2 separate regions of the Zea mays genome follow, and region 1 is linked to region 2. The links are chromatin contacts, called in public Hi-C maps. All regions are on one chromosome and are shown on one strand. Each heading gives the region's core, a stretch centred on a gene start, on an enhancer-like site or on the middle of the called end of the contact. The rest is flanking DNA. Distances are from core to core; before and after follow the strand shown. Region 1 holds the start of LOC103648287 (sister chromatid cohesion protein SCC2). Region 2 holds the start of LOC100277946.

Region 1 (5,169 bases), core at 177-2,676, 200 kb before region 2:
AGCACCACCTCAGTCGACAATCATACAAAATTGTGATGATTGGTAGTTTCGCAAAAGTTCAAAAGCTAACTACGGTCATCTCCGAGCACTAGGGCATCAAAAGCCAAGGAACATATGCCAAACTGCTTCCCATGCCCCACCGTAAACACAATGATACACACGTGGCACACAGGTCATCTCCGAGCACTAGGGCATCAAAAGCCGAGGAACATACTCCAAACTGCTTCCCATGCCCCACCGTAAACACAATGATACACAGTGCAACAACCTAGTTCGACGGGTGAGCATTGGAATATTGATTTCGTGTTACCAGACTGCATGGCATGGGAATGTGTTTGCCAGAAAGCCCATGAGCAAATGAAACGAGTCAGACAGAAGCAAGCCAGGCCATCACTCCCATCAGGAAGGCAGTGCTAAGCAGCAGCAGGATACAGCAACTTAATAAATGTTCGGTCCATGGCAGGCCATTGGAAAGTACCGTTAACAAGGCAAGTACGTACATACATACAACAGCAGCTGGGAACTAGACAGACCACAATGTTGACTCCAATGAGCAGAAAGCAGCCAAGATTTTTAAGATGCTAGCTACCTAGTACTACATTAGAGTACCTAGCTAGGCTGGTAGGGGGTCTGGGACTAAACCCAAAGGAGGCTCAATTTGCAGAGCGTTTACCTTGAGAAGACGGCCCGGGCGCCTTGACCTTGAAGGCGTCGGGGTTGTGCTTGAGCACCTCCCTCCAGAGCCAGGAGCACCGGCTGGGATCCACTTCGACGTTGTCCGCCGCGGTGAAGCCCCTGCGGAAGGAAGGAATGAGGGTGATGGAGTTAGCAACTCCCATCCCAGCAGGCGGGGAGCATGAGGAGGCGAGGAAGGGAAGGGGAGTCGCTCACAGGTGGGAGACGTCGGTGTCGGCGAGGATGCGGGCGATGTTGGCGGCCTGCATGATCATGTCGGGGCGGTCGGGCGCGGCGAGGGGCTCGTCGTCGCGGAGCGCGTCGAAGCCGAGCTCGCGCGGGAGGGTGGGGAGCGGCAGCGACGGCAGGACCTCGGAGTGGACGGTGTTGGGCAGCCGGCACGCCCGCTCGAAGCCCGCCCGGCCCCCGGCCCCAGCCCCGCCGGCGTCGGGGTCCATGGGCAAAACCCTAGATGCGCGGGAGGGCTGAGGGCTCCAATTCGCACCGGAATTCGATTGTTGGGGAGGACTGGAGGAGGGGCTGCTTTGATTGAGTTGATTTCAAAGTGTGGAGAGGTGGTGGTGAATGAATCGAGGGTGGTGGGCTGCTTTGATTTGATTTCAATTTCGAAGGGTGGAGAGGTGGTGAGACTATAACAAATGGGGGACAAATTCAGTAGTAGTATTTATCTACTACTGCGTATAGTCAAGTTGGCCTTAGGTGAAGGGTGATGAGAACGCCACCCCGATGCTTGCGACGGAAGGAGGAAGGGCGACGGCAACAGCTAGTGGACCCACGTGTGCGTGGTTGGTTACCGAGCTGGATCGACTTGAGCTGGGCCTGGTCAGTTTGGGCTGGACGTGGGCGCGCACCGCGCAACCCCAAATGCACGTTTCGTCCCATAAAAACCGGAGGAAATCCCTTCCATGTCATTCAAAACTATAACAATACTTTCAATACCATCCAAAAATATGTGTTCTCTTAAATACCATCAGTTTTAAATTTTAATACCTTTAATGTTATTGTAGTCCAAAACTGATGTTAGTTGATGCGGGAAAAGACTAATATACCCCTATGTTATGTGTAGGCCTAGATATCGAGCTGACTCGGCTCGACTCGAACTGCCTTGTTATGATAACGAACCAGCTTAACTCAACTCATTAACGTAACAAGCTCAAGTAGCTGCTCGACTTGATTCGTTTGTCAACTCGAGCCAACTCGATTAACTCGTGAGCCAGTTCGAGATCAAAGCAATCAGACAACCACAATTTCATTCAATCATATTGCAAAAATTGAAGCTAACTCATTTAATCAAACAAATAAAGATAATAGCATACTGAAACTTTACAATTGCAATTTTACAAGTAGCAATAAATAATAATACAACATAAACATAACTACATAAGTGCATAGCTTTGAAATTAATAGTGGTATAACACACAAAGGACACTTGAAATTTAAAAATTAAAACCAGCACATTTGTTAATATGTAGACACGGAAGGAGCAAAAGGCAGCATATCACCGGTTACAATTACAACCATTCAACCAACATGTCACATATCTATACTACCTATTAAGGCTGCAAGGGGTAGGCTGTCTCCTCTGGTTCTGCCTTCGGTGAATCTACACCGTCCAATCGCTTCTGTAAATCTACATCGTCCGCCCCTGCTTACGCCCACGTTCGTCCTCGTCTCCACGCCCACGTTCGTCCCCCGCCTCCCCCTCTCCCACCCCGCGTGAGCCGCCGCCCCTTCTCCCCCTGTTCGCACCCGTCGCCCCTGCTCCCCATGTCCCGCGCCGCGGTGACAGGATCCGAGAACACCCCTGCGGACGCATCCAGGATTCAAGGCCTCCCCCTCCCTTCCCCTGCCCTCACCCCCTCGGCGATGCCCGGATTCATGGTGGCGCAGGCGCTGGAGGCGTCCACAGGGGGCGACACTGTGACCCTGCCCCCGTTCGACATCAGCGCCCCTCCCCCCCGACCACCGTCGATTTGTAGAAGCTCCTCGCCCGTGCTTGCTTCACCAGCGATTCGGGGAGGCCATGCCCCCCTCGGTCGCACCCCCTCTCTCCCCCTCGCCGCCTCCTGCCTCCTCCCCCTCGACCGCATCTACCTCCCTCCGTGGCCTCGCTACCAAGGTCGAGATCGTCGAGATCGACCTCACCGAGGAAGACACTAGCTCCTTGGCCCACGACTCCCCCTCGTCCACATCGATTGAGGTGGTCGGGATTCGGCGCCTGGAGGAGGCCATCCACGGTGTCATCGTATTGGTAGTCTGTAACTTAGTTTTGTAGTTTTAATTCAATTGTTACCATTTCGTATTTTTAGGATCACGACTCCCCCTCGTCCACATCGATTGAGGTGGTCGGGATTCGGCGCCTGGAGGAGGCCATCCACGGTGTCATCGTATTGGTAGTCTGTAACTTAGTTTTGTAGTTTAAATTCAATTGTTACCATTTCGTATTTTTAGGATTTTCGAATTAGATTAGGATGCAATTCAAATTGAGCTTAGGTGGGATGAAGAAGGTCGACAAGTAGTTCCTTTAGAGGAATAAATTGGTAGTCTGTAACTTTATTTTGTTCTTGTTTTCGTGGGGCAAGGAAGCAAAGTAGAAATTGTACTTAAATGACAATGGTGACTGATTTTGGCAACTACATTAACAAGCCCAAACATCTAGGATGCTCACGAGGACTGGTGCAGTATACCAACAGTCGCATGTGGTATTGTTGTAGGGCATGTTCCATTATCTGTAATAAACAAAGGCATGGAGTTGTGGTTGAAAGGGAAATGTGCCCTTGGGCCATTTCTAAGTATTTTGGTGATTGAGTGCCAACTCAAGTGCTTAAATGTGAATTTATGCCATGGATGAATAAAGTGCAAATCAAGAGCAAAGGTATGTTTCTAAGTCTTAGTACATTGGTTTTGTGTACTAATATACTTGTCTAAGTATTGGAAACAGGAAGAAAAAGAAAAGAAAAGAGTTGGCTGTGTACAGCCAGAAGGCTGCTTCGGTCTGGAGCACCGGACTGTCCGGTGGTGCACTGGACAGTGTCCGGTGCGCCAGGCTGCCTCGGCCGAAGAGGCCGCTCTTAGGAATTTGCTGACGGCGTACGGCTAAAATTCACCGGACTGTCCGGTGTGCACCGGACTGTCCGGTGAGCCAACGGTCGGCCGGGCCAACGGTCGGCCGCGAATTCTGCGCGCGACACGTGGCCAAGCCAACGGTCGGAATGGGGCACCGGACTGTCCGGTGTGCACCGGACATGTCCGGTGCGCCAACCGCTCCCAGATCTGCAACGGTCGGCTTCGCCATTTAAGGAAAGGAATCGGGCACCGGACACTGTCCGGTGTGCACCGGACTGTCCGGTGCGCCCGATGACAGAAGGCAAGGATGGCCTTCCAGATTTGTTCTCAACGGCTCCTAGCTGCCTTGGGGCTATAAAAGGGACCCCTAGGCGCATGGAGGAGAACACCAAGCATTCCTACAACATTTCTAAGCACCAAGACATCGATCTCGCGCATTCGTTTCATTGTGATAGCATATAGAGCTTTTGTGGAGTTGTGAACTCTTTGAGTTGTGTTGCGAGCTCTTGTTGCGACTTGTGTGCGTGTTGTTGCTCTGATCTTTTGAAGTCTTGTGTGCGTTGCTCATTCCCCCTTACTCCGTATTTCTTTGTGAATCTCAAGTGTAAGGGCGAGAGGCTCCAAAGTGTGGAGATTCCTCGCAAACGGGATATTGACAGGCAAAGCAAAACACCGTGGTATTCAAGCTGGTCTTTGGACCGCTTGAGAGGGGTTGATTGCAACCCTCGTCCGTTGGGACGCCACAACGTGGAGTAGGCAAGCGTTGGTCTTGGCCGAACCACGGGATAAACCACTGTGTCATCTCTGTGTTTGATCTCTTGTGGTATTGTGTTTTGTCGAGACTCCTCTCTAGCCACTTGGCAATTATTGTGCTAACACTTAACAAGGTTTTTGTGGCTATAAGTTTAAGTTTTCACAGGATCACCTATTCACCCCCCTCTAGGTGCTCTCAATTGGTATCGGAGCCGTTCTCTTCAAGAAGGGACTAATCGCCCGAAGAGATGGATCCTAAGGGAAAGGGAATCGTGATCAACGACAAGGAGAAGGAGTCTTTCGTCAACGAGCCTAAGGATGACAAGCCTACTAACTCGGGCTCGGGCCACAAGCGTAAAGATGGGAAGAAGAAGAAGACAAGGCGCATCAAGGAGATCGTCTACTACGACGATAGCGATGAGTCTACTTCTTCCCAAAAGGACGACGACAACGACTACAGGAAGACGGTCAATTCGAACTTTTCATTTGATTATTCTCGTATTCCACATAGTTCGCATTCGCATTTGCTCTCCATTCCTCTTGGCAAACCTCCACACTTCGATGGGGAAGACTACGGATTTTGGAGTCACAAAATGCGTAGTCACTTATTCTCTCTCCATCCAAGCATATGGGAGATTGTAGAGAATGGAATGA
Region 2 (5,621 bases), core at 1,103-3,602:
ACTGGAAACACCTTGCCAACTTCTTCATAAGACCACCCAAACACTAAAATATATGTGAAAGAATACCCAATAATTACAATATTGAATCAAGTCACAAAGGGATCATTTTGAAAGGTGTGGATCATTTTGAAAGGTGCTGACTTTCTAGGAGCCGGACTGTCCGCGCTAGGGGTCCGAACGGTCCGTGCCACCCTAGCAGATGGTCCGCGACCTAGTAGAGGCGATTTTGAAATCCCATTTCCCCTCAACACTTTCAATCACCGATTCAGTCGATTTAACCAATGGAAATCATTCAAAAATTGCAGTATGTTCACAAGGACTAGCACAACTGATTCCACCAAGTGATTTGATAAATCCATTGCCAAAATTCAAATCATAGAGTGATTTCTAGAAACCCTAGAACTTGTAAATTTGAATGAAATCCACGAGTTTTTGAAATACCGAGAGGACGACATCGTGCTTGAGTTCCAAGAGATCTTCTTGACAGTCCGCGTGCGAATCCAACTCTCTGAATGCTTACAAACGACAAAGGAGCACTTTTGCTTTTGGCGAGAGAGAGGGGAAAGACTTTTGAGTTGAAAATGACTTTTGGCGGCCTCTGTCTGACATATCAGCCTGTCGCGGATGGTCCACGGGGGACGGTGGACGGTCCACGACTTAGGAAATCCAGACTATCTGCCGTGACTCAATACTGTCTCTAACCCACTACGGGGGACGGTTCGCGGTCACAGCCCGGACGATCCATGACCTGACACTTCAACTTTCTGAATTCTGTCCATTTTGTGATTCTGAATTTCAAAAGGATTTCTTTGCTCGAGTATGGACATTTTGACACATTCAAGGGTTAGTATGTATGCATTAACATATAATATACTAGGAGAACCAACATTTTCACATAAACTTCATAAGGTCATACATGAATAAAAAATTCACAAAAAATAGACATTAAATAACTTAGTGAGCACATACTAGAGCCCAAATGTACCACTACACATGTGTACTAAACTTCAAGCCACGTTCGAGATTCATTTCACTCCGCAACTTGCAAAACCTTGATTCATCCAAAGGTTTTGTGAAGATATCTGCCAATTGATCATCCGTCCCAATTGAACAAATTAAGATACCCCCTTTGCCAACATGATCTCTCAAGAAAATGATGCCTTATATTAATATGCTTCGTTCTTGAGTGTTGAACCAGATTTGTAGCCAATTTTACGACACTCTCATTATCACACATAAAAGACACATTTTTGAAGGAAACCCCATAGTCCAATAGTGTTTGCTTCACCCAAAAGAGTTGAGCACAACAGTTACCAACCGAAATATATTCTGCCTCGATGGTAGAGAGAGCGACCGAGTTTTGCTTCTTAGAGGACCACAAGACAAGAGACCTCTCGAGAAATTGACAACAACCGAGGGTACTCTTCCTATCAACCTTGCAACCCGCATGGTCCGAATTCGAATATCTAATTAACTCAAATTGAGCACCCTTGGAATACCATAGACCAATATTGGGGGTATGCTTCAAATATCTTCGAATTCTTTTGGCAGCTTTCAAGCGATCTTCTATAGGCGATGCTTGAAACCGAGCACACATGCATACACTAAACATAACATCGGAAATAGATACTGTAATGTATAGCAAACTACAAATTATTGAGCGAAAAAGCTTTTGATCAACAATTGTACCTCCCCCATCTAAGTCAATATGACCATTTGTATCAATAACAGTCTTGATCGGTTTTGCATCCTCAGAGTCGCCTTGAGGGGAGGGGGGGGGAGAATAAGCGAAACATGAAAATTATAATATTTGAACACGAACTTCACCAGGGGTTAGCGTTAGTATGAGTAATGATGAAATTGGAGTGCGGAAGGTAGTTCTTCTTGCTATGAGTTGCTCAATTAATATGGATAACTTTGGGAGCTAACTCAAGAATGATTGCAAGCAAGAGAACTTAGAGAGAGAGAAGAGGAAGAATCGCAACACAAGATTGACACAAAGACATAGGTGATTTGTTTCACAGGGTTTGGTCCCAAAGAACATACTCCCCGTTGAGAAGACCACATAGGACGAGTCTCTTTCAACCCTTTCTAAATGAGCCAAGCCTAATTTCAGTTAAGTTATGGCTATGTTTTTTGTTTGGCTAAGCGAGCTGCTTAAATGAGCCAAGCCCGAGCAACTGATTACAGATTGAGGACCTCCCTAATTTGTAGGGGGAAGTTTGACAGAATAAAAGTTGTAAGTGGGTATTTTAAAACAATCCAAATTTGTAGTGGGGTAGTTTGACAGAATAAAAGATTATTGCTTGTTACAAAATGTATAGGAGCGCTGCTGGGTCTAGGGCCAGCGGGCCTAGCACCCACCTGTCCCCCGCAGATTCGCTCGGGAATCCGTCCAAGACTCCAAGTAGCCAACCATATCGCAACTGCTGCTCCCCGCCGGCAGCGTCAGCGGCGACTTCTCCCTCCGCTCCCCTCTCTCTTTCGCTCGCCTTATCGCCCTTCTCTCGCCCGCGACGGGGAGGTCCGCCGTTCCGATCACTACCCCTTCGCGCCGCTGACCTCAGAGGAGGAGGCATGAGGCTGCTGCCGAGGGAGGCGGACAAATTGGCGCTGCACAATGCCGGCTTCCTCGCGCAGAAGCGCCTTGCCCGGGGCCTCCGCCTCAACTACACCGAGGCCGTCGCGCTCATCGCCGCGCAGGTCAGCCCCCTCGCTGCTCCCCGGTCAGTGCCCTCGGTCTCTGGACGCCGCCGTCCCGCCATCCCATCCCACGTCTGCTAGGCTGCTAGTCAAAACGGGATACCGTGTGTGTGTGTCACGCCGCGCCTGCGCATGCCCGCCCGCAAGGTCAACGCAGAACTGAGCCAGCTGATCAGTGCGGGCGTTTTGTTTCTTTTTGGATCGGACATTCCGCGCCTTGTCTTCAGTGCCCTCCTGCCTCCTTTAATTTGGTGGAATGGAAGTAGCATGACTGCACGAGGGAGAAGGGCAAGGACTTGTCCCAGAAAACAACGCCGAGAGCCTGAAACCATTTGTGCTACAGTATATCCTATATATGCAGTGGTTGTTCAGATTCTGAGGATTTAAACGGTGGATTAGAATACTGAACCATGACTAGGGGTGGTAATGAACTATAAATTTTACATTATAAAATTTAAGGATATGGTCAGATTAGGATCGGGGCATCGGGCTATATTTCTATTTATTTTTGAACTAAAATTAGTTAAGGATTTAAACAAATTGTGAAGAAACATTTGGATCATGATCCATTACCACTCTTAACCATGATCCAATAAGATTAAAGAAAGGAGATCAAGACAAAAGAGGAAGGATTGCCTTTTATTTAAATATTGAATTTGTGTATATCATAGATCTTCTTTCTGTACTATATATTTATTTTTCCCTTTCCTCGAGACCAGCCATTCAAATGGGGAATGACCCCTTGATCCCAGATGGAAGGGAAGATGCTAACTGCATTTACCCTCCACTGTAAGGTGTTCCTGATTTTGCTCGCCTGGAGGCCACTTTGCTTTGTTGGCATATTTGGTTTGGCTGGCATGGCTGAACTAAGTCTACCTCTCTCCCTGATGATACAGATTCTTGAGCTTATTCGCGATGGAGACAAAACCGTGACAGACCTCATGGACCTGGGGAAACAACTATTGGGCAGGTGGGTTTGCCTACTTAGTAAATTTCTTGCTGTGCTTTCCTGCATCATTACATATTTACGTTTATCTATAATGCGTCTACCATCAAGACCTGGCATTGCTTCACTCATCAGATGATAATAGGAGACTTTATCTTCAATTGCCTTCAAATTACTTTTAATGTCTGTCAAAAAATTTAACAGCACCTCACTTCTGAATGGATACATTAAAATGCCTAAATGCATCAAGAATAGCTTCTCAGATATGTGCTTGACTGCTTGTTTCAAGTACTCAGGTTATTATGTGAGATTTTATGGGTGGGATGGGGGATGAGATGTAGAAGACGGCCTGTGTTATTTCATACATGCACACATCATTGTTTTGAGATGAAATATATTTGAGATATGCCTTTTTATATGTCACAGTACAATGCTTGCGACTTCATCTCAATGAATGTGTCAGTTGATCATCTACCTAAACAAAAAAAGGAAAAAAACATTATGTCTTACTGAAATTCATTTATGACCTTTATCCCCTGCTTCTACATGGCATCTTGCGTTTCTGTATATTGTCTTCATGTAGTTCACTTGCTGTGATATAATCATATAGCCCTTAAGCTCTGATAGTTTTTTCTTTTCGTTTGCCTACCAGGAGACAAGTTCTTCCAGCTGTTCCATACCTTTTACATACTGTGCAGGTGTTCTTTGCTCATAGTATATAATACTTACTACTTTCATCCATATGCATCCAGATTTCCTATGGAAGCATTACATGGGTCAGAGAGTAGTGGGAAACTATGTGTGAGATTTTTGCAATTTTTTGTATCAATTTTTACCATGTGATCTAGGTTGAAGGAACATTTGTGGATGGAACAAAACTAGTTACTGTACACGACCCTATCTCCTTGGATGACGGAAATTTGGAGCTAGCATTGCATGGTTCTTTTCTCCCAGGTCATTGATTCTAATGAGCATGTCTGGTTCAATTATGTTCATGATTTTTCTAATTTATATGGTTACAGACTTGATTGATGTGGTTATGGAGTCTGTGGAGATCTGCCTTTTTAAGAATGTTTTTCAAGGGCAGTTATGTCCCTGAAAGTCTTTCATGTATTGTGCTATTCAGTAAGAGTTCATTAATGGAAAACAACAACAACAACAAAGCCTTTATTAATGAAAAAAAGTAAATAAAAAAGGACTGTACACAATATCATTTAAATGTTGCAGTGCCTTCACCTGAAAAGTTTTCCAGCGATGACGTTGAAGAATATCCTGGTGAAATACATTACAGTTCTAGTCGCATAGTCCTAAACCTTCATCGCAGGGCTTTATCTCTGAAGGTTGTTAACAAGGCAGACAGACCCATTCAGGTGAGCACGCCTGGGTATTTTTGTTTGGACCCTGGTGCAAACCTGCAAAGACTTTGTTTCCTACTTATCCTTTTGCTGCCAAAATAAAAAAAAATGTAAGTTTTTTTTGTTAATTTTCTAAAGAGGAGATAGGTGGCTTACTCATTTGTTGAAAATTGAAATTGCATCCCGAATAGTTAAATTCAGTCTTAATCAATGCCATGTTGGCATCCCTTCTGGTTAATGTTTTAACACCCCATACCACTTGTGGCGAGACATGTTTTTGAACTGGCAGACATGTAATACTGTTGTTAATACTAATAAATCCAGAGAACATTTGCCCTGTTCCACCATGTTATGTTGAACTTGTACGCGTGTTTCAAACTACGTGTAGGTGATGGTATGTACTGAATGTGACATTATTATCTTAGTATCTATGTCCATTTTACAAATAAATTTCAAGAATAGGACTATGAAACTTTTCAGAAAACAAGATACATTTTGCTCATCCATTAGATTGTGTAATGTTGACTGTTGACGTCTCCCTCCCCTTCCCTTTTTTTTCAGGGAAACGACCCTCTTTCATTGAGTCAATAATTGTATTATCTTGGCCTTGTTCAAGT

Evidence for each region. Hi-C and Micro-C count contacts between places; a contact is called where the count stands out from the background.
Region 1: a Hi-C map of ear shows a contact between it and region 2, with 2.8 times the contacts expected there. The contact joins the promoter of LOC103648287 here to the promoter of LOC100277946 in region 2. A contact is called at or near these places in 15 of 25 Hi-C or Micro-C datasets (bundle sheath, ear, endosperm and 5 more) and 1 of 3 datasets of contacts at active chromatin or transcription factors (leaf).

The regions. Positions count from the first base shown.
Region 1 is chr2:242,630,903-242,636,071 of Zm-B73-REFERENCE-NAM-5.0, reverse strand. LOC103648287 (sister chromatid cohesion protein SCC2) reads right to left here and starts at 1,426. Exons shown (of 28, transcript XM_008672771.3): 1 at 892-1,426; 2 at 674-795. The coding sequence starts at 1,133.
Region 2 is chr2:242,430,003-242,435,623 of Zm-B73-REFERENCE-NAM-5.0, reverse strand. It overlaps LOC100277946, which reads left to right and starts at 2,352. Exons shown (of 18, transcript NM_001151384.2): 1 at 2,352-2,703; 2 at 3,600-3,673; 3 at 4,302-4,347; 4 at 4,498-4,603; 5 at 4,877-5,019. The coding sequence starts at 2,578.